Linked DNA regions of Mus musculus: regions 1, 2, 3, 4, 5 and 7 are each linked to region 6. Evidence: chromatin contacts called from public Hi-C, HiChIP or PLAC-seq and Micro-C data. All regions are on one chromosome and are shown on one strand. The core of a region is the stretch at or near the end of the contact, and the rest is flanking DNA. Distances in the headings are between cores, read along the strand shown.

Region 1 (3,767 bases), core at 702-3,201, 440 kb before region 6:
GGAGCTAGCACTTTAGTCCACTGAGACATCCTGATGATCCCTAGCCTTAGACTCTTTTTGAGATAGGATCTCACTGTGTAGTTCCGGTTGTCCTAGAACTCACTCTGCAGACCAGACTGACCTTGAACTCACAGAGATCCACCTGAGAGTTCTACCTTCCAAGGACTGGAACTAAAGGCTTGAGCCAGCACACCCGACTTAGCCTCAGCCTCCTGAGTGTTGGGATTACAACAACTTTTAAAACAGAACAAAACTTCTCCCCTATTCTATTCACTTTATTGATTTGAAAGATTAAAAACAAGCAAAACAAGAAAACGAGATGCCTGCAACTAGAACTATTACATTTTCCATTCTGTTAGATGCCAAGAGCTATGGACCAAAGGGCCAGTATCTCCTCTCTTCCTTCCCTGCCTGGGTGATAAAGTCCCAGGGGACTTGCTTCCACCATCAGAGGGCCCTTCCTCTCATGCAGCTGTCTTTTGCTTTACCAAAGTGGGTAGGTCTGAAGATGGAGGCTGCCTAGAATACATGATGGGAGATGTGGGCACCCTGGAGCCACAGTGGACCCCTGGCATCGCCCATTTGCCAAGGGTGCCCAGCTGCTTCTGGCTGCTGGCATGCATTGCAAACTCCCCTCGCCCAGAACACTGTCAGGCTGACAAGCACTCCCAGCATCCTGAGGCTGAGGCCGGTCAGACCAGTTCACCATTTTTGGATGGGTCTGGAGTGCTCGACAATGTTTCCCTGGTCTCCAAAGCTGCTCTCTGTGCCCCAGAGAGCCATGGTTCCCGGCTACTGTCTCCTTCAGCTCTTGACGATTGCTTCGGTTCCAACAAGCTATGCCTGATTTGGAAGGTAAAAATCAAGAAACGAAGCTTAGGAAACCAGAACATTCATTTCACACTGCTACCCCAGAGTCCTAAAGGTTCCTTCTCACCGCTCTTTGGGCGATGGAGGCGGGGCGGGGCTTCCCCAAGACTCTGTCAGGTGGAATCAGAGAAGTCTTCGTGGTCAACCTCAGAGGACAGCACCGTTCACCACACATGACAGCAAAGAAGGACCTGTTCAAGACCTGCGTTTTGAGTGGCTTTGAGGGAGGAAAGGAAAGCAGATGGCATGAGAGAGGAAAGGAAGAAAGGAAGGAAATGAATGTAAAAGAAGCAAAAAGGAAGAGAAGAGAAAAGAAAGGAAGAGACAGGAAGGGAGGGAGGGACATAAGGCTTTGCTCTGCCAGCTTCTTTACACGCATCGGAGGAGTGAACCTTTGCTTCTGTTTGTAGATGATGGCACAGAGACTGAGAGAGGTTAACAACTTCTCTGCGGTCCTACAGCTGGGCAAAGGAGGAGCTGGTGTGCTCAGAGGCATCTGCATTCGCTATGACACCCTAGGGTGCAGGACCGCAGTGTGAGCCATGGTCCGGGTGAGAACCACTCAAGACAGCCCAGGATTCCCAGTGTGCTTCAGCCTCTGCTCAGTGCAGCTGCCCTCAGTGACCCCACCCCCCCACCCGCTCCGTGCAGGATCTGGCCTGGCTGGGATATGTAGATTACATGGTGCAGCAGCACTCCTGGCCTTGGAGATCTGGCTGAGACACAGCAGCAGGGCTAGCTGTGTGCATAGGATGGTGCTGGCTGGACACCATTGAACCAGCATGCTCTGGGGGCCAGTAGCAGTCCACGGGTTGTCTGCAGGGCTGGACTATGCAGCTGCCCCTATGCACCGGCTTTCCCTGCTCTTTCCTGAATGTCCTGATCCACATTCCTCCTCCATTCTGCCTCCTTCTGTAAAAGGTTGGCTGATCCCAGGGCAGAGGCAACATCTCAGTTGGAGTCCAAGATGGCCCAGCCTCTAAGGACAGTGGCTCTTTAATGCCCCTCTTTCTCTCCCACCTACAAGTCTCAGGAACAGCTACTCTCCCTGCGGGAGCTAGCAAGTCACATGACAGGTGCCATTGTGTGACTGACTCCAGCCCCACATTTCTGTCCACTGATGAGTCATCTCTGTGATGCTTCCAACTCTCTGTGGAGAAGCTGGTGAGCAGCTTGCTATGCTGTCACTGTGTCATCTCATGCTGCTAGAGGGAGGTGCATCATGTTTACTATGTTTACTGCAGAGATCAGGGCTTCTGGGCCTAGAGAGCAGGCAGGGTGGGCAGGTGGAGAGAGCAGGCAGGCTGGGCAGAGGTGGGGGAGCAGGCAGGTGGGGAGAGAGCAGGCAGAGGAGAGCACAAAGATAGCATCTTGTTGGAATTTACACAGACTGTCCTACTTGTGTGTGTATGCCACACGAGCCTGCCTGCTCTCTCCCCACTGCCCAGCTCCGCCTGCTCTCCCCCGACCTGCCCAGCCTGCCTGCTCTCTACCCACTGCCCAGCCTGCCTGCTCTCCCCCAACCTGCCCAGCCTGCCTGCTCTCTCCCCACTGCCCAGCCTGCCTGCTCTCCCCCGACCTGCCCAGCCTGCCTGCTCTCTAGGCCCAGATTAAGAACCTCAAGCATTGAACTGGTGTGCTTGCTGTTGCTGTGATAAAACACCATGACCTAAGCAAGTTCTAGAGAGAAGAGTTTATTTTGCCTCATGATTCCTGAGGAAGAGCCCTTAATGACCAGGAAACACAGCGCTCACCTTTCGGGGAAAGTCAATGTAGCAGGTTTGAAGCAGATGGCCACATTGTATCCACAGCTCTCTTCTTTTTACGTTGTCTAAGATCCAGCCCTGGGTGATCTTAGAATGGTGGCCCCTTCCTTTAGGGTGGGTCTCCTTGCTCCAATTAACCGGATCATGACAGGTCCTGGAAGGCATAGCCAGAGGCTAACTTACTCTAGATACTTTCTCCCAGGCATATCTGAAGACTTTTGTGATTCTTCATCCTGTCGAAATGAGAATCGTTATCGACCAACACTCATACCTAATGGCAAAGTTTCACTTATACAACTAGGCCAAATAAGTTCAACAGTAAAATAACAGTAAAAACCAATGAACATAATAATATATTTTGATAAGTTGTGTGAACATGCCTCTCTTAGTCAAAAGACTTTACTATGCTCTACCAAACCCACTTCTTGGGATGCTGTGAATGATATAGTGCCCGTGACTCAAAGTGATGGTGCTTGCATTGTGGGGTAGCAGTAGGCTTCTGCGTGAAGCTTACTTGAGCACAACACAGTGGCACTTCCACAGTGCGTCAGCGTAACAGCTGAGATGGCTGCTCAGTGATGATGGGAGGGTACCGTATACAGCGTGGATACCCTGAAAAGGGATGACTCTTGTGGCAGGCAAGATGGAGAAGGGCAGGGAGGGATTCTACCACGCCAATCAGACAGCACACGACTTCAAATTTATAAAGGGGAATCTTTCTGGAATTTTCCATTTCATATCTTTTTAAGTGTTTTTTTAATCAATTTATTTTTATTTTATGTGTATGAGTGTTTTTGCCTTCATGCATTTTTGTGCTCTGTGTGCTTGCCTCGTAGTTGTGGAGGCCAGAAGAGAGCACTGGATCCCCTAATGCTGGAGTCAACAGATGACTGCGAGCTACTATAAGGGTGCTGGGAACCGAAACTGGGTCCCCTGAAAGAGTTATATGTGCTCTTAACCACCTCTCCAGGCCCCTGATTTTGTATCCTTTGACCAGGTTGTCTGTGGGTACCTAACACCTCAGCAAGTGAAATCATGAAAGCGAGGGGGCCACTGTGCCAGGCTTTCTCTTTGAAAGTACACAATCCCATATGCCAAGCGTGCCCTTTACTCTCATTGACTGGTTCCCGG
Region 2 (3,672 bases), core at 38-2,537, 420 kb after region 6:
ATTTCCCAAGAATTTCTTTCTTTAATTAGAATGTAAACTTCAAGAACATCTTGGGAGGCTCCTGTTTATGATTTGAACGGAGAGGGCATTCCCCCAGAAATGCACCAGCCATAACCATGAAAATCAATCCATTTCTAAGACTGGGCTTACATAGTTGAAGCTAGCCAGCTAAGTCTGTCCATTTGGGAAGGGGGCTGTACTTAATGTGTAGCTTAGGGAGTGACAGGCTGACAAAGTTCCAACCTTCTTTGCCCACGTTCATTATACTGCCCTAGTTTTTTTGGCTTGGATTTTCTGACACCTAAGTAGCGCAAGAAAGCTGGCTCCACATGTGGGCTAGTGTGCTTTTGTAATTTCTTCTTCTGTTACAGTAAGTTCTCCTAGGTTAAAAACTATTTACCCTCGGCGCCCTCTGCTCATTCCTAAGCCAACACCCAATGTCAGAATTCGATCCGCATCGGGTCTTAAACGTTTCATGGGAGGACATCAGGATACCCTGAGTTTTTTAAACCAGCCTGAAATGAAACTGCTCACCTATTAAAAGGGGGAGGGTCTGACGGCTGAGGCTACCCTCCCCCAATTCTCCAGGCTCGGTCGGGCTCAGGGTGGGATGGGGAATGAATGAATGACTTTGACAGGAAGGTGTGAGCTAACGGGAGAGATCTGACAGTCGAGAGACCCCTGGCGTTTTCAGTTAAAAGGGAAGGAGAGCGCAGCGAACCCACGGGAGGCGAGGGAATCGTCCGGAAGTCCGGGAAGGCTCCCGGAGCAAAAGGCCGGCTGGCTTTTCGGCAGCGGACCAGCGTCCCGAGGAAGGCCCGCAGACGCCTCCCGGTAGCCCGCGGCGGCGAGGGGCGGGCTCCTCCGGCGGAAGGTGAGGGGTGGGGTCCGCCGGGCGGCGGGGGCGGAGGGACGTGGCGGGTTCGGATCCCGGACTGACCTGCGGGGCCCGTGGGACCCGGGGCGCCACGGAGCCGGCCTGGCGGAGGCGGGCGCAGTATTGATCGGTGGCCTGCACGGCGTCCACCAGGCCCTCGGCGCAGCGGCGCATCTGGCCGATGGTGTCCGCCGCCTCGATCAGGTCGCGGTACCGCTCGCCCACCATCTGCCGCAGCTCCTCCTTCTTGTGTTCGATCTCGGCTCGGACCTGGCGCTCCAGCCCGCGGATCTCCTCCGCTCCATGAGTCTCGAAGAGCGCGTTGGGATCGCGCAGATCCAGCCGCTTGAGCGCGGAGGAGGCGGTCGCGGCCGCCATGGTGCTAAGCCAGGGATCCGCCGGCCGCTTCCGCCTGCCAGCCCCGCCCCGCCCTCCCGCCATCATGGATGGGGGCGGAAGTGCTTCCGCCAGGTCGGGAGCCTCGGTGGTCCCAGGGACTGAGCCTCGGTGGCAGTGCTGCTCTCCAGAGCTTATTTTTTACTGTTACAATCTCCCTTCTCTCTCCTTCACTCTTCCTTCCTTCCCTCTTCCTCCCCATTCTCACCCTATGTAGGTGGAGTACGTGCGACAGAAACAGATGCGCGCGGAGGTCATAAGTTGCAGGAGGCTCACTCCTGCCATGAGGATCTCAGTATAGAATTTTAGATGGAATTTTATCGGCTTTGGCGGCAATCGCCTTTGCCTGCTGTGCCATCTCGCCTACCCTGAGCGCTCGTTTCCTTAGAGAAGCGAAATAGTTAAGGTTGTACTTGGTGGTCAAAGTCTTAGTGGCCCGGAGCCCCTTGCGTCGCACCCAAACCCTTTCCTGGGGAGGGAAGAGCTTCACCGTGGGGTTCATTATGGTAAAGATGCACGTATGGTCGTGTTGCTGTCGGTCTTACATGCATGCACGCTTTTGCCTTCGATAGACCATCACAGCAACCAGGACTGGGCCTTGGGACTCTTCCCTTAGGACTTGGCAGCTGGAGATCTGAGTGACGGCTGTGGTCCACCTTGTTACCTGGGTCTTCTATTTTATTTAAATATTGTTTAGTGGCCACAAAATGGGTTTCCCTGTTACAGGCCTCCTGTGGTGGAGAACGATGGGGAGTCCATGATGCCAGAGGATTGGACATCCTGAGATTGACCCAGTAAGAAAACCTGGACGTTCTGGCTTGCTGTTCATAAGTCCGTTCAGGGCCCTTCGTTTTGGAAAAGTTTGCTGAAGAATTCTTTCCTATGTTAACACAGAGAAAACAGTATTGTGTGTTCAGCAGCCCTGTACCACAGACAGCCTCTGGGTTTTCTCTCCCGTTCACCACTGCCACTACTTCGAGGCAAATGTCACAGCAATAGATTGATATCTAAATAAGGGGGTTTACTTACGACATTCCAGCAAGAAGAGTCCCTGCTCTATGCACAACTGAAGCCCAGGGAATTTTACTTACCTCGGGGAAGGGGGTTAACTCAGAACTCAAGCCACTTGGCTTGAGATACCGCCTACGCGTCAGAGTTCCCCCAGCACAGCGCGCCCCCTGGTGGCGCAGCGGTGACGTGCAGTCCTTTCTATAGTCCCGCGCTACCGGCTGCTTTGGTGCTGTTTTGCTTCTGAGCCTGCAGAATCTGTCTTCCGTGTTTGGAAGCGCTTCTCTGTCAGGCAGAAACTTTCCCCAGGACTTCTTGCACCTACTGTGCCAGCCTGGGGCCTGGGACTGGTCCACAAGACCTTCTTGGGCCTTTGAAGGCAGCGATGCCCTGGTGCAGGGATTTCAGCCTTGTAGAGGCTAGGTCTCACCCACAACACCTAGTGTGCAGGACTGGCAGGGACAGTGGCTGCAGCTGTAGTTTCAGGTGCCAGCGCTGGTGATGGGTATCTGCAGGTTGGATCACCCTGTGGTATACCTTGGATTAGGAATGTTCGCCCTCTCTTTGCTCCTGTCTCTTCAGCTTAGTTGCACATCCTGCCCAGCAGCTCACTGTGTTATCAATACATCCATTTTCTCTGAAAATCAGAACCGTGGTCTGTAGCTTGCCCTGGGAGCCTAACACTTATTCCTCAAGCTTCCAGTTCCCCAAGAGTTAGTAAGCTAACACCTTTCCTACACTGAGGGGAACACGATAGGCTATGATCAGTTCCATGTGGGACTAGGGGCTTCTTGTATGATGGCTTTGGCAAAGGCCACTCTGCCCAATGTGTTTTGAGACCGGCATTTGCTTTTCCGTCTTTTGTGCTGTTTCCTTGGCTGAGTTCATCAGACCTGCCTGAAGATGCTACGGTTGCCTCTCTGCCTGCAGAAGAACTGCTGCTCGGGGCTGTTTCCAGATGTCTTCTCAGCCTGGGCACTGGGAAAGCTCCCCAGGCCTTTGGGAGATGTGTCCTTGGCTCTGCTCTCTAAGGCTCCAGGTTTTACTTCTGCACCCAGAGAGCAGCCCCCTCCTTTCCTGATGCTGTCTGCCTATCAGCCAGAACTATCCAAACCAGCAACTGGGCCAAGAGCTCAGCCCAAGCAGCTAGAGGAGTCACTGTGCCAGGATGTTGGGGACAGACATTGCTTAAGCTCAGGGGTGCTGCTGTCATTTAGTGTAGTTTATGACCAGGTGTAAGTATGTGTCGAGTGAAGCTTTGATTTAATTTAATTTATTATTACTTTATTTATGAGTGTGCGTTTGTGTGTCTGGGCATGTTTGTGCGGTGCCTACAGAGACCAAAAAAGAGTTCAGATCCCCTGGAGCTGAAGTCACGGGAGACTGAGCAA
Region 3 (3,769 bases), core at 1,100-3,599, 410 kb before region 6:
CTGTAGGTAGTGAGAGAAAGACCCACAGTAAATCACGCTAATCGCTGAGGTTATGGTGACAACAGACACTGGGGTTAAAGTGAAAGTTAGGGTTGAAATGGCAAAGCTGGGAATACTGAGGGAGATAAATAGGAGACAGCTCCTCTGGGTAGATAAGAGCAAACACAGAAGCAAGGTCAGCATCCTCAGGTGAGGTGGCTGCCTCCCCACGAAGCCCTGGGGAACGTGCACAAGGTCTGGCTGCCTTTTCATGTGTCTGTGATGTAACTCAGGTGATCCCAGCAGGCTCAATTGTGGGAAGGATGGCTTCTCACAGAAAGCTCCTACCACATTTTTCAGGACAGAGCTCACAATGACCACCCCATAGCCAAGGAGTTAAATGTGAGGTAACCCCTATTCACATTTTGGAAGCTGTGACAGGAGTTAGCTTCACGCTGACACTCCAAGCTAGCCACACACGTGTGAGAACAGAGAGAGCATAGCTTGATCAGCCACAAACAAGACAACCGCAAGATTGGCTGTGGCAACGCGGACCAAGGCGTGACGGCTAACGGACAGTTGAAGTCAGCAGCTAACAGAGGAAGTCAGAGGTGGACAGAGGGGAGTGTCAATCACTCTCAGCTGGGTAGGCAGCGTGTGCAGAGTTCGTGCATCTCCCTGGTTGGTCCCTGCCTTGTAGGTGTGGATTCTCCAGTGGCTTGGATCAAGCCAGAGAAGGAACCAGTCTCAACAGGAATCATCTTGGTCTTTGTCCAGTTTTGGTCATATGTTTTACAAAAAACAGTGTTTCCCCTTGGGGACCCTTACCACACTTGGGAGGCTGCCTCATTTTTTCTTAATGTCTCTTCATAAAGTTTTTTTTTTTTAAGTATCACTAATCTGCATGTGTCCTTGAATTTTATCAGTATTAGTCAGTGATCTCAAGAGCCACTGACCCAAGTTGACTTTAAAAAATATTTATGCAGTGTGTGTGTGTGTATGTGTGGTGTGTGTGTGTGTGAGAGAGAGAGAGAGAGAGAGAGAGAGAGAGAGAGGGTGTTTTACCATTGCAAAAGAAAAGTAACAGATATGTGGGGCTCTCTGGAAGTGTAGCAAGTGCTCTAACCACTGAGCAACCCTGCTCAGACAGACTTTTGGTGACTGTTGAGTTTCCGGCAACTGAGGTCCCTGAGTCATGCCCATCTGGGCTAAGAAAGGTCCCAGTTATTAAAAAAAAAAAACAAAAAACAAAAAAAAACATCAGACCATGACCATGCTTCTCCCTGACTCCAGCCTCTGGCCTGCAGAATGGGAACACAGGCTGTGCCTCCCTGCAGCTGGACACGTTGACAGACGCCCTGTCCTGCAGTCTCTGTGCAGGGAATAGTGCCATGTATGGTGGGCCATGGCGGGAGGCGCCTCTGGCCCCCACATCTATTTTCATTTTTCTAAAAGGAGCCCCCCCCACTCTCATGTGGAACCCTTCCCATCACAAGTCTGTAATTCTGCCGAAACGGCCTGTCCTTCCATTTTCTACCAGCAGGCTTAGGGAAGCCTTTAACACGGGCTAAGCCAGTGATGAATGGCTCTCACCTTCTGTTGCTGAGGTTGGGTCGGGGGTGGCATACAACCCAAGATGGGCTGATAAGCACCAACAAGTCTCAAGTCTGGGATCAGCAAGAAGGCTCAGGGGGTGAGTGAGGTGCCTGCTGCCAAGCCTGACGGCCTGAGGAGAGAATCTACCCCCTACCAGCAGAGCAGTGCCTTCTGACCTCCCCTTTGCTCTGGCACATATGCATTCTTTCAAAATTGAATTTTAAAAAAAGCTTTAAAATGCCCCAAATCTGGTCCTTAGACATCAGACGAACTCCTTGTGTAACTAGAACCTGATGCCAGGCTGGGGGCAACGCTGGGGTCTATCTCAGGGCTCTGTGCTTGCTAGGCACACATCTCAACATCTGAGCTACACCTCTAGCTCCTTCATTACCCTCTCTTGTCCCCCTTCCATTTAAATAGCTTCCTCTGTTCACACACACACACACACACACACACACAATCTAGATCCCACATATTAAACGTGACATCTGCCTTCCCATGTTTGGCTTACTTCACTTAACTTTATGATCTCCAGTTCCATCAATTTTCTTGTAAACGACATAATTCCATCTGCAATTTCCCATTCTTAACATGCAGAGACCGAGGGATGCGCTCGGTCAACTCACAGATTCCCCCAGTCCAACCCTACCCTGCTCTGAGGCTCCTGTAGAAGTAGGGGAAGAGACAAAGATACAAAATACAACTGAACACCTCCCCACAGAGCAAAATAAAGAGCCAAGGCGAGAAGGAAGCCAGAGGATTAAATATAGTCAGGGAGTGAATCTCAGAACCCAGTGAGGCGGGAGAGAAAGCCGGGGTGCCAGCAGTGTGGGGGTGAGGGTGAAAACGAGGGAGCTTGGCTACGGGGGATGAATGGAATCACCACTGATGTTTTTTGAGAGATTCTAAACAGGATTTTTCATTGAATTTCACTTATTCTTGGTTATCAAAGGACAGAGTAGCATTTGCTCGTGACTTTCCATCCCAGGCTGCACGGCTTCTTGCTGGGCCGCAGGAAGACATGGCTTTGCTTATGTGCCAGGTGCCAGGGACTTCCCATGGTTTCCTCCCAGCAATCCTACCAGGTCTGCAAGATGCTGTCAGGTCAGGTACCCAAGGTTTGCAGAGGACATGGCTAAAGTAGGAGGGCATAATATCTGAGCCCTCCTCCCCCATGTGTGTGTGCATGTGTACATATGTGCATGCACATGAATATACATGTGGGGTCAGAGGCTAACTAACCTTCAGGTACCAACCCTTGACCTTTCACCCTTTCTCACTGTGTAACTAGGCTAGCTGGATTACCAGCATCTGGATAGTCACCTGCCTCTACTTTCCACCTCATACAGGTAAGTGCAAGATGGCAGATGCTCGAGCCAGTGTACGCAGGTTGTACTGGGTTCTGGGGACTGGAACTCAGGTTACCATGTTTGTGCAGGTAACACTATCCACGGAACCATCTCCCTTGCCTTTTTTTTTTTTTTCTTCTTCTTCTTTTTTCCAACAGCAATAAAAGAAAAAAAAGCTATGGATTTGAGAGTGAGCAAGGAAAGGTGGTTCATAGGAAGGGGTAGAGGGAGAAAACAGAAAGGAGGAAATGATGTAACTCTATTATAGGCATATATAAAAATATATATGTGTGTATATATATAAGATATACATGTATAGAAGATTTATATATATATGGAAGATATATATATACATATATGGAATATATATATATATATATATATATTTCAAGGATGCAGGTGCCTCATGGAGATCACTCCAGGGAAAGGTTGCTTCAGCAGCCCTCTGATTTCCCAAAGAACCTGTAGTCTTCCCATCCGGGCCCTTGAAGCCTGTCCATCTCGCCGCCTCCAAAGGATAAACGCTTTTCTCATACAGATAATTTTTTTATTGGTGTTGTCTGCTTTCAGCTCATCGGCCACCGCAGCACCCAGCATTCCGGTTGCCCTGCGGTTTTCTCTGGACCTTTCCCATGGTTCTATTTCTGGCCTTATTCATCCCCCTCCCCCGCCCCGCCCCGCCCCGCCCCACTCCACTCCCACCCCACCCCACCCCGCACTTTTGTCTCTTTTAAAGGGGAAAGAAGCTCTTTTCTTTTGAATACAGACTGTAAAAAAGCAAAAACAAAAACAAAAGCAATGAGAGCCATAGATGATCAAAGAAGAAAATTCCCTAGCTCAGTCGC
Region 4 (3,887 bases), core at 319-2,818, 500 kb before region 6:
TTTTATAAGAGTTGCCTTGGGAGCTGGGCGTGGTGGTGCACACCTTTAATTCCAGCACTCGGGAGGCAGAGGCAGGCGGATTTCTGAGTTCGAGGCCAGCCTGGTCTACAAAGTGAGTTCCAGGACAGCCAGGGCTAGCTACACAGAGAAACCCTGCTTGGGGGGGGGGGGGGGGGAAGTTGTCTTGGCCAAGGTGTCTCTTCAGAGATGTAAATCAGTGACTAAGACATTATTCCCCCACCCTCCAGCCCCCAGACAGTCTTACTATGTCCCTGGCTAGCTTAGGACTCTTTAGGTAGACTAGGCTGGCCTCAGTCCACTGCCTACTGAGAGCTGGAGATATAAGCAGGAGCTGTCATTCCTTTGGCTCACCCTGAAATTCTTTACCCTCTGAGGTAGGGTCTCATGTAGCCCAGGCTAGCCTTATTATACAAGATATACATCTGAGAATGAACTTGAACTTCTGATCTTCTTGTTTCTAGCTCCCTGGTGCCAGGGTTAGTTTCATGGATCCCCTAGGACATATGGGATTCTTAATAACACTTCTGAGCAAGGGTCTGCATTTACATTTTGTACTGGGGCACACAGCTGACCTGGTCACTCTGTTGGACAATGCTGCTTGCTCTCTGCTGAGTCTGTTTTACATCAAATAAATGTAGTTAGAAGAAGCCCAGTGGGGCTGGAGAGATGGCTCAGTGGTTAAGAGCCCTGACTGCTCTTAAAAAGGTCCTGAGTTGAGGTTGGGGATTTAGCTCAGTGGTAGAGCACTTGCCTAGCAAGCGCAAGGCCCTGGGTTCGGTCCTCAGCTCTGGAAAAAAAAAAAGGTCCTGAGTTCAAATCCCAGCAACCACATGGTGGCTCACAACCACCCACAATGAGATCTGACACCCTCTTCTGGTGCGTCTGAAGTCAGCTACAGCATACTTATGTATAATAATAAATAAATCTTAAAAAGAAGAAGAAGCAGAAGAAGAAGCAGAAGAAGAAGCAGAAGAAGAAGCAGAAGAAGCAGAAGAAGAAGCAGAAGAAGCAGAAGAAGCAGAAGAAGAAGCAGAAGAAGCAGAAGAAGCAGAAGAAGAAGCAGAAGCAGAAGCAGCAGCAGCAGCAACCCAGGGACTGCCTGAGGTCACACATGAAGCAGAACTGGGATTTTTTTTCCCCTTTGAAATAGAGTTTCTCTGTATAGTCCTGGCTGTCCTCGAACTTGCTCTGTAGATAAGGCTGGCCTTGAGCTCAGAGATCTGCTTGTCTTGCCTCCCCAGTGCTGGGATTAAAGGCGTGCCACTACCTCCTAGCATAAGAGCTGAGATTTGAACCTTCCACCTTCACAACTTCCTTCTTGTCCCAAGAATCAGGTAATCAAGAGCCGGCGAGGGAAATCTTTGCATTATTGCATAGACTCTGATTTTTTTTCTTCCCCTTTACCAAGCCAGTCACAGCTTCCTTCCTGGGGGCTGGAGTTTTCTCCTCCTGATTCAGGCTGCTGCTCTGATTGTCTTGGCCCAGCCTCCTGCTGTGCGGAGCTGGAATGCAGCTGCCTCGCCTCCCTGGAGATGGAGAGGACATGGCCTCTCTGTCTCCTTCCTTGCCCGTACCCCTCACCTGCTGCCATCGCTAGAAAGACCCTCGATCCCAGGCTGCGGCTCTGAGGCTCAGGCCCCAGTATGATGGATGGGGAAGGAAAATCCGGACGGGGCTTAATGCTTTTACCGGCTGCCTCTAATTTCATTTTGAAAGGAAGGAGAAGGAAAGGGGCATGGGAGGACAGGAGACATTTTCCCTGGTGGAGACAAGCCGGGAATCAAGATAAATGGACGCTTTTCTCTGGTCCTCGCTCTGACCACCAAGCTTGGGTTTTCTAGAACACAGTCTCCTGGTCACATCCCTGCCGGGTGCCCTGGGGTTAGCCATGGTGGCTGACTGGATGCCCTAGGATTCAGGGGTCAGAAGAGGCTTGCTGTCTTGACTGCCTTTGGTCCTAGCCTTGCTGGCCAACTCAGACACCCTGGAGACAGCTGCAGTTTCAGCTGAAGTTTGGGAAGCAGAGTAGCGGGTTTCATGGAGGTAGCTTGACTCTACACTTAAGCTCATTTGCTTACTTATTGTACCCGGCTCCCCACCCCCACCCTCTGCAGGTACCAGACTGAGCCAAACAAGAGAGGCTTGCTGCCCTGCAGTGTCTGTCATTTCCTGGCTGGATGACCTGCAGCAAGCTCCGTAACCTCTCATTTTCCTTTTGGGGACTCAGGGGGAAAAATCGCATCAGTTCTCAGCATACAGGAGAGCGACTGGCGTTTGTGTAGGTCAAGAGCCTTGCCCCAGATGTGACACACAGAAAGGACTCCTAATATACTTGTCATTGTCGATATTCGGCAAGGGCCAGTAGGTACCACACGAAATGGAGATGAGAAGATTGAAGGAGAATGGCGATCCAAGTTCGTATCCAGAAGAGAAATACCAAGGAGAGGTGTGATGGGTGGGGGTGGGGGAGGGGCGAGAGGGGGTGGAGGTAGGACTGGGCATAAGGAGGCCCCAGCCCCAGCCTTGGCAACATCCACTCTCAGCTGCAGGTTCACAGCTCCAGGGGGGACCCCACGCTCCTTCCTCCCTCGTTATTTAAAGTCGGAGGGGTGTGTAAATCAACCAAAATAATTCACGAGCATCATTAGCGACTCCAAGGCGGCATCTTTTACCGGCAGCATTAAATTAAAAACAGCGCAAAACTGCAGCTTTTTAAAACACATCAGCTCTGCTTCCTCCCTCCTGCCTGCTGTAATCCAAAGCTGCTGGGATCTAATGAAATGAAATTAGCATCTCCAATCCCCCTCTGGCTACCAGTGCCTTGAAAAAAACCCATCTCTTTCTGATGTGGAACCCTGAGGAGGTTGTGAGGACGGCAATAGGCCCCTCCCTCCTGTCCCTGCTCCCCGTGTTCTGGGACCACCCACCCGTCCTGCCTATCATTTTTATTCCCGCAGGAAGACCCAGGAGAAGCCTTGGACTCTGTTCCTTCCCCTTCTCTGCCTAGACCAGCTAATTGCCGTTTTCTGTGATGACCACCCACAGAGATCAAGTGGGTCCCAACCCGTTGCCCACAGTCCACCCGTGGAGATGGCCACTGTTAACTGACTCTGTGTCCTTCAGTCCCAGGAGTGGCTCCTACAGGCTAGTCTTCCTTTTAAGGCCACTGAGAGGCCCCTGTCATCCTCTACACAGCAGAGAACTCTTTGTTACTGGGGGGGGGGGGCACTTTGTATACTGTAACACGTTTCTCTCTCACCCCTTCCATGCAGCAATGCCCTGCCAGGTCCCCCATCCCCACAACAGGTCCCAAAGAAAAATAACTTGCTGCCAGCCAGATGTTGGGGGTGGGGTGTGTGTGTCTGTCTGGTACCTTTTTCCTTGGGGGGGGGGCACTCTTTTAACTCTGAATTCTTTCTTCCTTCTTTCTTCCCTTCCCTTCCCCCTGCCCCTCCCTCTCCTCCTTCTCCTCCTCTTCTTCCCCCTCTCCCTTCCCCTCCCCATTCCTCCTTCCATGTGGTTCAGGCTGACCCTCCAACTTGCAATCCCCCTGCTTCAGCTTCCTGAGTGGCTGGGACTGCAGGCAGAATCATCATCACACGTGGCTCTATGACTTTTCTAAAGCAAGGATCTGTCACTTCCGCCCTCCCTTCTCTAGATCTCAGAGTTGTATTATTATGTTTCCCTCTCACTGTCCACCCCCTGAGGATGTGTGTGTGTGCTCTTGAAAGACCCACAACGTGAAGACTCCCCCACGTTCTGACTCAGGAGAGGCGACACCCCAAAATTACCAACGAGAAACGGTCTTGCTGCAAATTGCAAGAGGATTTTTATTCAAGAGCGCTCTCGGGCCCACGGTCATACAC
Region 5 (4,115 bases), core at 1,500-3,999, 470 kb before region 6:
TTGGACTCTCCAAAGTGTAATTTTTTTTTTTCCGACATAGTAACAGAGTTGACCCAGAAAAGACTCTGCTTGGCTGTCTTGGACCGCAGTCCACCTCTGAGCCAAGCATTCTGACCAGAGACCACAGCATCTGTCATAGTGTCACCTGGGATGTGGTATCAGTCAAGATGCTCTAGAGGATCAGAACGTATAGACTGGATCTCTCTGTATATAAAGGGGATTTATTAGAATGGCTTACAGGCTGTGGTCCAGCTAGTCCTGCTTATGAACGATAGGTTTAAGGACTCAGTAGCTGTTCAGTCCATGAGGCTGGATGTCTCAGCTGGACTTCAGCATATGCCGGAATCCTGAAGAAGTAGGCTCTGATGCCAGTGAAGGAATGGGCTTGCTAGTGAGAATGAGAGCGAGAACAAGCAGGCAAAAGGAGGAACCGCCCTCCTTCCTGTTCTTTCATAGGCTGGCGGCTGATGTGGACCAGATTAAAGGCAGACCTTCCCACCTCAAAGACCTGGATTAGAAGCATGTCTTCCCACTTCAAATGATTTAATTAAGAAAGAAAAAGTCCCTTACAGGTGTGCCCAGTCATTTTCTTTAATTCCAAATGTAGTCAAGTTGACAACTAAGAAGAGCCATCACAGATATCATGGGGTGAAGTCTCTTCATCATGAGGAGGGACTGCTCAGGTCACTGTGTCTGAGCCACTCATAATGTCTAAGGAGCACCTGAATGATCCCGAAGAAGGGACAGCATGTTTGGCAGACAGAAACACTGTCCTCGTGTGCCAAGGATCATGCCAGCCTGCTGCACCGGGCCAGCTCTCCTGGGTCACCATCTCTCCCTGATTGATCTCCGAATCCCAGAGCTCTGAATGTGTTCTACTTTCACTTCTGTTGCTGTGACAGATACTTTAAAATAAAGTGATGGCAGGCAGGGGTGGGGAGTGGTTAACTGGCTTACAATTCCACACTCTCTATTATTTGAGGGAAGCCAAGAAACTTAAACCATCGTGTCCATGGTGGAGCAGGGGGAGAATAAAATTTGCTTGCTTGCTGCTCAGCTTGCCCTCAGTACTTTTATACAGTCCAGGGAATGGCTCCACCCTCAGTGGGGGTGGCTCCATTAACAATTAAGATGATCCCCTACAGACAAAGCCACAAACAAAGCTGACCTAGATAATTCTTCAGATGTGAGACTTCATTCCCAGGTGAGTCTTTGTGGTAAGAAGTTAATAGGAAAAAAAAAAAAAATCAGCCACCTCAGGGGGAACGTTACCACTGAGGCCCCACTGTCCCATGCCTGCCGCAACTTTACCGTTCGACGTTTCCTTGAATTCTGGGTGCTGTGTGGCCTCCTCCTCTGGACACAGGAGCAAGTCTCAGCTCTACCTTCATGGTAACCATACTCACTCTGCTTTTTAAATGTAGTGTGGCCAACAGCCTTCCTAGGGGACTTCAATTCCAGGGCACCTCAGTGTGTGAGTGTGCTCTGTGTGTGTGTGCGCGCGCGCAAGCACACGCGCGCACACACGTGCAAGTTTGTGTGCCCATGCACTGCTGTAAGGTTCGGGGTCTGGATACCTAGACTTCACCGACATGGGCGTGGCAAGGGAAGGGGTGACATTGGCTGTGTGCATTTTCTCCATGTCTGTATCATCCTGGTTATTATTCTGATCCCAGGCAGGGACAGCTGCACGGTGGGGGAGGTAAGGGACGATGTCTGGGCTGAAGACCTCTGCTCTGGTCAGCTGTCTGTTCTCATGCACACTTTTTAAGTTCCCCGTGCTCTCTCTGCTCAGCATCTGGGGCTGACCCCAGAAGGAAGGGAGCTTATCCTGGTTCTGGCTGAGAAGGCCTGGTGGGAGATTGCAGGCCCTGTAAACACTATCTTGTCCTTGTTCCATCCATTTCTCATATAAGTATGGTCCTACCTAGGGCTGGGAAGAGAGATCTCTTCTTGAGCTACCCTGAGTAGTCAGACTCATGGGTACTTCCCAGAAAGTTCTGTCCCCCAAGAAGTAAGGAAAAAGAGGGAATGGTAAGTATAGATCGAGAAGAGCTGGGTGAAGCCTCTTTGGCCTTCTCCTGCCACACACCTGGCTTCCCTACCTCAGGGCAAACTGACAGCTGTCAGTTTGGAGAGCCAAAGCTTCAGGGGGTGGAGCTGGGCAAGGAAAGCCCGGGAGAGATCAGAACAGAACCCGGGCCTTGTTTGGGGTTTGAAATGCCCAAGCTGTTAATTTGAGACTAATCAATGCTAATTTGCACATATCTGGTTGCTAGAGCCTGTTATCTGTTTCTTGTCAAGATGTCCCTGGGGCTTCCAGCTCTTTCTCATGGCTGCCCACTGGGCACCTCCTCCCCCACTCAAAGGCATCGTGGGACCAGCTCGGCAGGGGGAGGCAGCAGCCGGGCACTCAGGAAGCCTTTGAGCCCACCCCAGCTGGCACAGCGAGCTGGAGGAAATTCAGGACTCAGAAGGGGAGGAGAGAAAGGGTTGGGGGGCCGGCCAACACAGCCCGGGAGGAGGAGAATTAAGCAAAAGTGCAAATTACCCAAACCCATGATTAACATTTCTTCCAAATCTGCATGAATATTAAAGCGTAACCCACCCTGGTCCCCACACAATGAATTCTGCATGAATCTTAAGATAAATCGTTTGGATAACTTAGCGGCAGCTGTAGTCCCCTGCCACCAGCTGCTTCCCCAAATCATTTCAAGGCAGGGAAGGGATGAGAAAAAGGGAACATTGGTAAGGGTCAGGAGGGGACTGAGGGCGCCAGGAGGGGGCTGAGCGGCCAGGAAGGGGCTGGGGAGTGCCAGGAGGGGACCAGGAGGGGGCAGGAGGGTGCCAGAAGGGGGCTGATGGGGCCAGGAGGGGGCTGGGGGCTGAGGAGTGGGCAAGGGAGCCAGGAGGGGGGCCAGGAGGGGGCAGGAGTGGGGAAGAGGAGGCCAGGAGGGGGCAGGAGTAGCCAATTGTTTAGACACTTTGTGCTCAGGCACTGTGGCTAGGCAGAGTATCATGCTGAAGGTGAGGGTGGGTTTCCACAAAGCCAGTGGCTGTTTGTCACATGTTATACAGACAAGGTGAAGGGTGGTCTTCACCGAGTCTACACCTGTTTGTCAATGCTGTAAGGACAAAGAGTGAGCTAGCTGTCAGCTATCTATTCGCCCTGCAAGGACTTCTTTCCTGTGTCCCTATTCTGTTGCTTGGTCACTCTCCCTGTCTGAGAGCAAACCTTGATTGACCCTCAGCTCAGACTCATCCCCTTGAAGGGTGGGGACTCTCAATCAGGGACAGCTTTGAACCCCCCCCCCCAAAGACACTCAGTAGTCTCTGGAGATTCTAGTGGTTAGGAAGTGGTCCTCCCGATGCTGCTGGTGTTGTGGAGCATCCCACAGGGACACTCCCGCACCCCGAGAATAACCCAGCCTCTGATAACAGTAGCATGGAGCTTGAGAAAGCCTGCCCTGGGGGTACCCAGCTCCTACAGTGTCCCTGCTTCTCCTGAAGATCTGGTCACCTTCTCCTGTGGTAGAATTGAGTCAGTCAAGGTCCTGGATAAGAGCCAAAGGCAAAGTTTTGAGCTTGAGGGTGATAACATAATTATTGTGGCTGTTATCAAGTCAGGCAAGGCCCCTCGGGCAGCAGATGGTACCTTCGAAGGGTTCCAGCCAACGGCGACATTTGTTTATCGTGTGAGTGGTGTACATGCACATTCAGGTGCCTGTGCTGGCAGAGGCCAGAGGATGACATCACGTGACCTGTGCTGTCACTCCCCACTTTACTGCTTTGAGGCAGTGTCTCTCACTGAATCTGGAGCTAGGCTGGCAGCCAGTCAAGCCAGTACTGGCTCTGCCTCCACGTCTCTCACAGCGCTGGGATTACAGGCACACGTGAGCCAGTCCCAGCTTTATACATAACTGTTGGTCCTCAGGCATGCGAAAGCAAGTGCCCTTACACACTGAGCCATCCCTCATCCCAGCCAAAGCGGTTTAATGAAGAGGACATTTATAGACTTGTGAATAGAGTTAACAGACCCAAAGCAGGTGGTATAGGATCCAAGGCGCAATAAAGAGGGAGTCAGTCCATCCTTAAGTCTAAAGGGCCAAGGGAAA
Region 6 (3,809 bases), core at 48-2,547:
TTTGAAGTGGACGAATGTAAAGCTGAAGACAGGCAGGCTAGGTTTTTCGTCTATTTCCACTAAATGCTCAAAGCTGTTCTTCCAAGGCAGGTGAGGAGAGAACAGTAGAGCGATGAGAGGTGTTCAGTGCCTGCGTCCATAGCGATGAGAAGAGGCTTGGGGACTGGAGAAGATGAGGCAGAGCTCTCGAAGTCAGTGAGATGCCTGAAGGGCAATGACCAGAACTGGAAGACCACAGGGGTGTGTCTCCGAAGACCTGGGCCCTGGAGGCATGAAGAGAAAAGCTGGCAAAGGTGACGGGCCTCAACCCTTCCTTTTCCAGCCGAAATACCAACCTTGCAAGACTGATTTTTTTTCCCAGCAGGCTCAGTGCCAGGGACTACACCGTCTTTTAGGAAACCCACGGAACTGTTTTAATTTCTTTTAAAATCAGGGGAAAAATTAAATGAACTTTTAAATGAAAGAAAATGTTTTAATATGTAGTAATATATTTGTTTTTACGCCAACACAGCCGCAAAATATTACTTTTAATATTTTTAATAGAGAAAAGAGCCCACGGAGGTAGAGGCGTCTGTTGCCTGTAAGTACAACTGTTAAAGGGGTCTTCCAGCTCCTGGCCTTCCCACACTAGAAGGTACATTCTGCTCCCTTCCCTGGGCCACGAGGGAGGACCCCTCTGGCTCTCTCCTTTGTGTCTCTGCTGCTAATGTGCCTTTAAAGGGGGAGCTCAGAAGAAGAAGAAGAAACAAAGAACGCACGAGTTTGGCACCAACTTCACTTTCTCAGCCTTCTGCAAGTCCCAGGCTTCCCCTTTATCTTGCTCTCCGCCCTGAGCGTTTCCAGACTTTTAAAGAGTCTGACCTGGGAAGGAAAAACTGGAATCAACCGGTTGACACCCCCCCCCCCCCCAACACACACACACACCCTTCCCAAACTGTTCTGCCTGGTCGAATCCAGAGGGGTACTGGGGGCTTCATCCTATGGGAGACTGGGATAAGGCCTTCTAGGGAGGAGTGAGGGTGGGCTGAAGCTAGAAGACCGGGCCAGAGAGAGCGGCTCGCTTGCAGCCCGCGCTACTGCCCTCCGGTGGGTCCCGGAGACGCCAGGCGTCCGCGGCCGCGCACACGGATTGGGTTTCTGCGGGGCTCGCTCCCGGGCCTGGCTCGGGGCCGCCGCCGCCCCCTCCCTGCGCGCAGGCTGCGCTCCAGTCGCGGCCACGGGGTAGCGCTCGGCCCCCCTCTCCGCGTCTCCGCCTCCGCCGCGCTCGTCTCCGGCTCCCGCTGCCCCCGCAGCTCCAGCTCGGCGCAGGCAGACTCTCAGGCTCGGCAGCAGAGCAGCTCTGAGGACGCTGAGCCCGGGCAGCCCAGAGCTCCAGGCTCTGCGAGGCAGCTGCTGCCGAGGTGGGCGAGCAGCAGGCGCGGCCGAGGCGCGGGAGCAGCCGTGGAGACTCGGGTCCCCGCGCCGGGCGAAAACGCCGGGGGGCCGAGGCGGCGCCGAAACCCCGGATCCCAAAGCTGCCGGCAGGGCTTTCCCGGTGCGGCTCGCGCCGAGCTCCATCCCGGGTGCGGCGGAGAGCAGGACCCGCCGGTCTCCTCCTCAGGATCGCCCGCAAGAGGCGCGGTGCCCAGGCGCTGGCTGGAACCTGGGCCGCCCAGCCGGGTACCCGAACCGGGCATCCATCCCTGCCCGCAGCTGGCGCAGACATGGGCGCACGGGGCTGCGCGCCGGGCCGTGGGACCCGCAAAGTTTGCTAGCCGGAGGTGCTCAGAGCCTAGGGCGAGCCCCGCACCGAAGCCCCAGGGGAGGTACCCCCGAAATCACTGAATTGGGCACGAGGACCGTGGAGCTGAGAAGGGTGGCTCGGCCCCGCTTAGATGCCTTCTGCAAAGTTAGAAGAGAAGAAAACTTCGGCTCCGGGGAGATTCGGACCGTTATGCTAACCGCGCCCCCCGAGCCCTGCGCCCCTTCTAAAAGACACCCGGCGCCCGCGCCTGCTACTGTGCTCCGCTTACATCAAGTCCCAGGGGCCCGGCGCCTGGAACCGCGGTGACTACGTCGGCCCGGGAGAACCCAACCAGGGGGCGGGGAGGGGCGGGAGGCGGGCAACGTGGCCACCAGGAGGAAGTTTCCTGAAGTTGTCCTCTGATTCGGGAGCTCATCCAGCGACCAGGCCGGATCGCAGGGGTCGCCCTGCCTATGAGACGTAGTCTGAGTCGGGGTGCTAAGGGATACAGGCACCCCGAATTTGAGAGGAGGCTTGGCCTCTTTCTGCTCTCCCCCTCGCTTTACGGAATAGCCAGCGCAGAAAGAGGGGAAAGCATTTGGGGTCGCCGGTGCGGCCCCTACGGGCATAGCGTCCAGGACTTGACCACACAGTCTCCCGGGACTCCAAAGGATTATAAAGCAACTCGCAAAGAGGGGGCACTTTAGAGGACCCCTCGGTCAGCATGTTCAGCAGCATGTGGAGGCTGCCGCTCTGGACTCTACTGGCCCTGCATCGGATCCACTCGGCCGGGGCCCAAGGTACGGTATGGGTGACTTTCTCCACGTGGAACTGGAGAAGGGGTTTGGGTGGGCAGAAGAGAGGTAACCCCCCTAAGACACCGCGTTTGGCCCAAGCTGGACCATCTCTTGTACGTCTCAATGCTCCCCGCTTCTTCGACTTTTGGAGCTCTGTTTGGGGTGGGGCAGTGTCTGATACTTCTGACCTTTCTGGACCGGAAAGGTGAGGTTACGGGGAGGTGGACCTTTGTGGATACTCTCTGGTCGGGGTAGGAGGGGCGCGTCATTCTGTGTCTTGGCTCCATTGAACTCCCTAAGCTCCTGGTCCTGCTTGACGTCCGAAAGGAAGGGCAAACCATGGCAGGCAGGCACTGTGTGGTCCCAGGGCGAGAAGATGGGGCGGGCAGAAGCTGGGAAGAAGCCGTAGTGGTGGCTCAGGGTGCCCGCTTGATTTCCCCTCAAGAGCAGATACTCTGGTTAGCCATGTATGGGAGCCCGCGCCTGGCTGCCTGGCCGGCCGTGGCCGCGAGAGCTGGGGCGGTTTGGCGGCATGGTCCCGGAGCCCAGCGGCGAGGACAGCGGCAGACCCAACCCCCACCCCACCCCGACACACCCAACGGGCAGCCCCAGCCTCCAGCTTCCAGGACTAGCTGGATGCCTGGCCACTGCTGCTTTGATCTGTAGCGGCCCAGAGCAGACAGCCTGGTGAGGAAGGGCTAGTGGGTGTTCAGTGGGTGTGTTGAAAGGAGGTGCGATGGGGTTGTCCCTCCCCGCCTCCTGCAGCGGATGCCCGCGCGTCTCTGGGGTCCCCTGGAGGGTCATGGTAGGCTACGGCGGCGGCTGCACCCGAGCTTTCTTGCGTTTGGGGTTCGAGGATCCAGATGGTGGTGGCCGTGGTGGCCGAGCGGCGCCTGCTGGGGGCAAAGGGAGAAGTAGTCTAGAGTGAATCCCCAGACTCATCGGTTCAGCTTTAGATTTCCTTCGGCTTTCCAGGCTCACAGAGAAGCCAGACCTACCCAAGAGCCAGGGGCTTCAGGGCTTCGGTAGGGACTGGGATGGCGTCGCAATCCCCCTACAGAGCCTTTCTCCACTTCTGGGGTCCCAGAGCCTCGGAAAAGAAGGGTCCCTACTTTGTCCCAAGTCAGGAAATCCTCAGAGCCAAGATCAGAGATGAAAACGATCAGTTGTCGCTCACAGGGCTGAGGAGAGGACTTTTTACAAGGCAATTTAGGTAAAAGCACTTCGAAAATTTCTAATGAGCGCCATAAATGTAAGGCAATAAAAGTTATTATTTTTATAGTGATCAT
Region 7 (3,990 bases), core at 1,289-3,788, 380 kb before region 6:
TGTTTATTGTGTCTCCTTGGAGACCAAGTGCTTCTACCACGTTGTTCTGCCCTGTCCTAGGCACTGTGTTCAAAGACCTAGCTAGAGCCGAATGAAGAAGCTCAAGTCAACTTGGTAGAAAAGAGAGAGCAAGAGGAGTATCCTTGCTCAGATGTGTGTGTGTGTGTGTGTGTGTGATGGTTTGAATATGCTTGGCCCAGGAAGTGGCACTATTGGGAGGTGTGACCTTGTTGATGTGTCACTGTGAACATGGGCTTTAAGACCTTCAGCCTAGCTGCCTGGAAGTCAGTCTCCCACCTTCAGATGAAGATGTAGAACTCTCAGCTCTGCCTGCACAATGTCTGCTTGGATGCTGCCATGCTCCCACCTTGATGATGATGGACTGAACCTCTGAACCCGTAAGCCAGCCCCAATTAAATAGTGTCCTTATAAGAGTTGCCTTGGTCATGGTGTCTGTTCACAGTAGTAAAACCCTAACTAAGACTCTGTGTGTGTGTGTGTGTGTCTATAGCTACTGGATTTGTAGGAATTTATTATGGCAGTTATGGAAAGCTATGGAGAGTATCTCAAGTCAACCTGGTTGAAAAGAGAGAGAGCAAGGAGAGTATCCTTGTATCCTTGCTCGGGGGTCATTTTCTCCCTCAGTCCTGTCCTGACATGCCATGTCTGCTGTCAGAATACACGTCCAACAATCCCCACAACTACAGCTTGCGGGCTGCCAGAGACAGAATTCTAAAAATGTTTCCCAAGACCCCCATCCTTTTGTTTTCTAATCCAACTTCGACCTAGGTATTATTGCAAAAGGGCTGCCTAGGCTGGTGTAATCAGCGGGCCTTAAAATAGGCAGCTTGTCTAGGCAGACCAGAGTGATCGCACAAGGCCCTCAGAAACAAAGGCAGAGAGTCAGCGTTCACATATGAGAGGTTTCTATGTTCTGTTGCCGCTTCAGAGATATAAGGGCCACATCCAAATAGCACAGAAGTCCTAGCTTCCCAGAGCAAACCCTACCCAGTGACCAGTCAGGAACGAGAACTTTAGTCCCAGAAACACAAGGAAGCCAAACTAGCCAGGGACTTGAATGAGGGGAAAGCAGATTCACCACACGGCATCCAGTAAAAGGCCGATTAGTAAGACGGCTTGATTTTATCTTTCTGAAATCTGGAGCTAAAGTAGACCTGCTATGGAGTCTCTATACGGTGTCTTAGGTCATAGCTGTGCTTTTCAATTTGGAGGTGGCCCAAACTGGCTGGCCTGGGTTGGTTCAGGCTGTATTACAGGATGGCACATTAGTTATGTCTACTCTACTCTTGCATGTTTGCATACCTGGTGTTGTGGTTTGAATATGAATGGTTCCCAAAGGCTCCTATATTCAAGTGCTTGGTTCCCAGTTTGTGAAATTGTTTGGGAAGGATTAAAAGATGTGAACAACCTTGTTGGAAAAGGTTTCAAAAGCCCACACCATTCCCCGATAGCTCTCCCTCTGCCTGGTGCTTGTTTGTCAGACGGAAGTGCTCACCCACTGCTCCTCTGCCATGCCTGCCTGCCTGCTTCTTTTGTGCTCCCTGCCATGGTGACCTTCCCTGTTCATGGTGACCCATGAACCCCCAAATTAATTTTTTTTAAAAAATACATTTCCTTGGCTGTGGTGTTTTGTCATAGCAATAGAAAAGTAATTAAGACATGTGGTCAGTGTCAGAGGTTCAAGGCCACTTCCAGCCTCAAGAACACAGGCAGTCTTCACTGCATCATGGAGCCGCATATACTATTAGCCCAAATGAGCCATGTGGAGTGAGGGGAGAGGCATTACCAAGAGCCAGGACGTCCCATTCTCTGTTAAAGGAAAGATCTGGAAAACAGAGACCTACAATCTACTCTGCATATCCCCCACTGGTGATTTAACAGGACCCCACCCCCACCCCAATCCCGCTGTGTTCTCCCAACACCCATCTTCAACCTGTCACCTACCTGCTTCTTCAGTTTCCACTCCCCTGTGTCTCCCACATTGGAACATCATAAGTTCCGCACAAGTGGAAAGTTGTGTCTAGATCAGATCTGGCACATAACAGGTGGTCAGTGTGCATTCCTTGAATGGTCTAAATCTGATCCCACTACCCACGTCCACATCATGAGTTGTGATTCATTTTGTGTGGGAAAAGCAGCCACTATCCTAGCTCGGGGAGATGGACTGAAAAACCTCATCACGTTGGAAAACAAACCAATTTCCTGCACTGATTTGGAACCTCTGATGAGCCCGAAGAGTTGGAGATGTTCTAAAAATAACTCCCACAAAGCCTCACTGTGACAACACGTTTCTCCCCCTCTGACCTGCCCGATGGAGGGGCCCGGGCCTAATAAATTCAAACAACAGGGCATGCCAATCCCCAGAGACTTCACTCCTGGGGCTAAGATAATAATCCCAGGGTTTTGGCAGGCATTCCTGGATCGCACTCAGCTTCTCTTGCATGAAAGGACAGGCCGCCCCTGCCAAATGGAACCACCTTGGAGAAGCTGGCTGGGCTGCAAGTGCTATCCTCTGCAGTCAGCAACTGGCAAGTTCAACTGGTGTCTGTGGGGCGCCAGGCACAGCCTCTGTTAACCCTTTCACCGCCCGCCCTGAAGAGTGAACACCATTCTGCTCCCCACCGAAGATGGGAAGTGAACTCTCTTTCCTGATATGACAGGGACAGGAGATACCACAAAGCTTCAAGGTCAAGCCCGTGATTCAGGTTGGTACCCTTTCTACCAGGTCAAGTGGGTGGAAGGTTCTAGAACTACTGAAACTGGATTTTTCCAGGGGGTGAATAGGGCAGTGTTGGGACAGTACTGGGGTGTGTGTGTGTGTGTGTGTGTGTCCTGGCTTACCGTGTTCCCCAGTCCCTTCCAGGAGTCCTGGGGTCTGAAGGGAAAGTGGTGGCATCAATGCAGTCGGATGTGTGAGAAGCAGGGACAGACACCATTACAAGTCTTGACTAGAATCACAGCACCATAGACCCAGGAGTCTTCCCACCATTCTTAGCACCACTGCCATGTATTATCTATGATATTAATTATTTATCAGTAGTAGTTATAGCCATCACCACCACAGCTAGATCATTAATATTTACCAACAATTAATAGCATTAATATTTATTAATATTAATCTCCATTAATAAGATGTAGAAATGCTTGTCAATTTATCAATAAATATTAATGGTATAATATTTATTATAATAATGAATAGTTATCACAAATGCTATCCACCAGGCATTAACGAGCCTAGTATAAGGTTTGGGGAGAGGGCTCAGGCTCAGTTCAAATCCTCAACACCCGAATCAAAAGGCTGGTGGTGTGGTGAGCAGCTGCACATTAGCACTGGGGAGGCAGAGACAAGAGGATCCCTAGTGCTGAGAGCCAGCCAAGCTGGCTGAAGTGATGAGCGTCAGGTTCAATGAGAGACCCTGCCTCTAAACATAATATAAGCTGGAGAATGATTGAGAAAGACTCCCAGCATTGGCCTGGCCTTCACAAAACATGCACACATGTGTGTGCAAGAGTGTGTGTGTTTGGACACACACACCACACACATATACACAAGCACGCACTTACGTATGAACATGTACACTTTGTACACACACAGAAGAAAGTCTTAAGACATTATCAATTTTAAAAAATTGTATGTGCCTGTGTGTGTACTCGGACAAATTTATGTGCACTGTGTACATGTGGGTACCCATGGAAGCTAGAGGGCAAGAGATTCCTGCAGCAGGAGTTAGAGATGGTGGTGAACTGCCTGATATGGGTGTTTGAAACCGAGCCTGGGTCCTCCAAGAAAGCAGTAAGCACTCTTAATTGCTGAGCCACCTCTCTAGCACTTCGAAGGGAGAAATGAAAAGGTAAATGCAAAACCTACTATAGGTATTAAAATAATACACTTGACAGAAAAGGAAACTGAGGCACAGCTTAGGTTCCTGGATGAGCATAGCCTTCAATAAGCAATGGAGCTGGGGAGGG

Evidence for each region. A called contact is a pair of places that touch in the nucleus more often than the background predicts. HiChIP or PLAC-seq counts read pairs in DNA pulled down with a chosen protein or histone mark.
Region 1: a contact with region 6 is called in an H3K4me3 HiChIP or PLAC-seq map of forebrain, with 8 times the contacts expected there. The contact joins the enhancer-like site here to the promoter of Sdk2 in region 6. A contact is called at or near these places in 1 of 39 promoter capture datasets (hippocampal neurons), 1 of 484 Hi-C or Micro-C datasets (gonadal supporting cells), 9 of 115 datasets of contacts at active chromatin or transcription factors (craniofacial prominence, embryonic basal ganglia, embryonic forebrain and 6 more) and 1 of 9 other capture datasets (embryonic stem cells).
Region 2: a contact with region 6 is called in a Micro-C map of embryonic stem cells, with 2.3 times the contacts expected there. The contact joins the promoter of Cog1 here to the promoter of Sdk2 in region 6. A contact is called at or near these places in 1 of 39 promoter capture datasets (embryonic stem cells), 6 of 484 Hi-C or Micro-C datasets (embryonic stem cells and nephron progenitors), 1 of 115 datasets of contacts at active chromatin or transcription factors (embryonic stem cells) and 1 of 9 other capture datasets (embryonic stem cells).
Region 3: a contact with region 6 is called in a Hi-C map of cerebral cortex, with 4 times the contacts expected there. The contact joins the enhancer-like site here to the promoter of Sdk2 in region 6. A contact is called at or near these places in 1 of 39 promoter capture datasets (pre-B cells), 7 of 484 Hi-C or Micro-C datasets (cerebellar granule neurons, cerebral cortex, cortical neurons and 3 more), 9 of 115 datasets of contacts at active chromatin or transcription factors (astrocytes, embryonic basal ganglia, embryonic forebrain and 6 more) and 1 of 9 other capture datasets (embryonic stem cells).
Region 4: a Micro-C map of embryonic stem cells shows a contact between it and region 6, with 2.9 times the contacts expected there. The contact joins the enhancer-like site here to the promoter of Sdk2 in region 6. A contact is called at or near these places in 2 of 39 promoter capture datasets (cranial neural crest and hippocampal neurons), 1 of 484 Hi-C or Micro-C datasets (embryonic stem cells) and 9 of 115 datasets of contacts at active chromatin or transcription factors (VIP interneurons, embryonic basal ganglia, embryonic forebrain and 6 more).
Region 5: an H3K4me3 HiChIP or PLAC-seq map of embryonic basal ganglia shows a contact between it and region 6, with 3 times the contacts expected there. The contact joins the enhancer-like site here to the promoter of Sdk2 in region 6. A contact is called at or near these places in 5 of 484 Hi-C or Micro-C datasets (cerebellum, embryonic stem cells, frontal cortex and 2 more) and 10 of 115 datasets of contacts at active chromatin or transcription factors (SST interneurons, astrocytes, craniofacial prominence and 7 more).
Region 7: a contact with region 6 is called in an H3K4me3 HiChIP or PLAC-seq map of embryonic forebrain, with 8 times the contacts expected there. The contact joins the promoter of 4932435O22Rik here to the promoter of Sdk2 in region 6. A contact is called at or near these places in 1 of 39 promoter capture datasets (hippocampal neurons), 5 of 484 Hi-C or Micro-C datasets (all in uterus), 9 of 115 datasets of contacts at active chromatin or transcription factors (craniofacial prominence, embryonic basal ganglia, embryonic forebrain and 6 more) and 1 of 9 other capture datasets (embryonic stem cells).

Annotation. Positions count from the first base shown.
Region 1 is chr11:114,500,600-114,504,366 of GRCm38.p6, reverse strand. Gm39472 (a long non-coding RNA gene) reads right to left here. Exons shown (of 3, transcript XR_880307.1): 2 at 2,625-2,869; 3 at 142-843. Among named protein-coding and RNA genes, the nearest start is that of Gm39472, 13 kb to the right of the region's middle. Within about 2 kb of position 1,951, at least 58 of the 459 cell types and tissues checked have an H3K27ac peak or open chromatin away from gene starts, as enhancers often do.
Region 2 is chr11:113,647,144-113,650,815 of GRCm38.p6, reverse strand. It overlaps Cog1 (component of oligomeric golgi complex 1), which reads right to left and starts at 1,287. Exons shown (of 14, transcript NM_013581.3): 1 at 941-1,287. The coding sequence starts at 1,255. It also overlaps a transcript of Slc39a11 not described here.
Region 3 is chr11:114,479,056-114,482,824 of GRCm38.p6, reverse strand. Gm39471 (a long non-coding RNA gene) reads left to right here. Exons shown (of 3, transcript XR_880306.2): 3 at 2,867-2,996. Among named protein-coding and RNA genes, the nearest start is that of Gm39471, 3.7 kb to the left of the region's middle. Within about 2 kb of position 2,349, at least 6 of the 459 cell types and tissues checked have an H3K27ac peak or open chromatin away from gene starts, as enhancers often do. A contact at or near this core is called in cerebellar granule neurons and cerebral cortex, where this site is marked.
Region 4 is chr11:114,566,257-114,570,143 of GRCm38.p6, reverse strand. All of the region lies in intron 1 of Gm31724 (a long non-coding RNA gene), which reads left to right. Among named protein-coding and RNA genes, the nearest start is that of Gm31724, 43 kb to the left of the region's middle. Within about 2 kb of position 1,568, at least 33 of the 459 cell types and tissues checked have an H3K27ac peak or open chromatin away from gene starts, as enhancers often do. A contact at or near this core is called in embryonic stem cells, where this site is marked.
Region 5 is chr11:114,535,690-114,539,804 of GRCm38.p6, reverse strand. All of the region lies in intron 2 of Gm31724 (a long non-coding RNA gene), which reads left to right. Among named protein-coding and RNA genes, the nearest start is that of Gm39472, 49 kb to the right of the region's middle. Within about 2 kb of position 2,749, at least 28 of the 459 cell types and tissues checked have an H3K27ac peak or open chromatin away from gene starts, as enhancers often do. A contact at or near this core is called in embryonic basal ganglia, where this site is marked.
Region 6 is chr11:114,064,517-114,068,325 of GRCm38.p6, reverse strand. It overlaps Sdk2 (sidekick cell adhesion molecule 2), which reads left to right and starts at 1,297. Exons shown (of 45, transcript NM_172800.3): 1 at 1,297-2,523. The coding sequence starts at 2,448.
Region 7 is chr11:114,447,408-114,451,397 of GRCm38.p6, reverse strand. It overlaps 4932435O22Rik (RIKEN cDNA 4932435O22 gene), which reads left to right and starts at 2,538. Exons shown (of 3, transcript NR_027643.2): 1 at 2,538-2,726.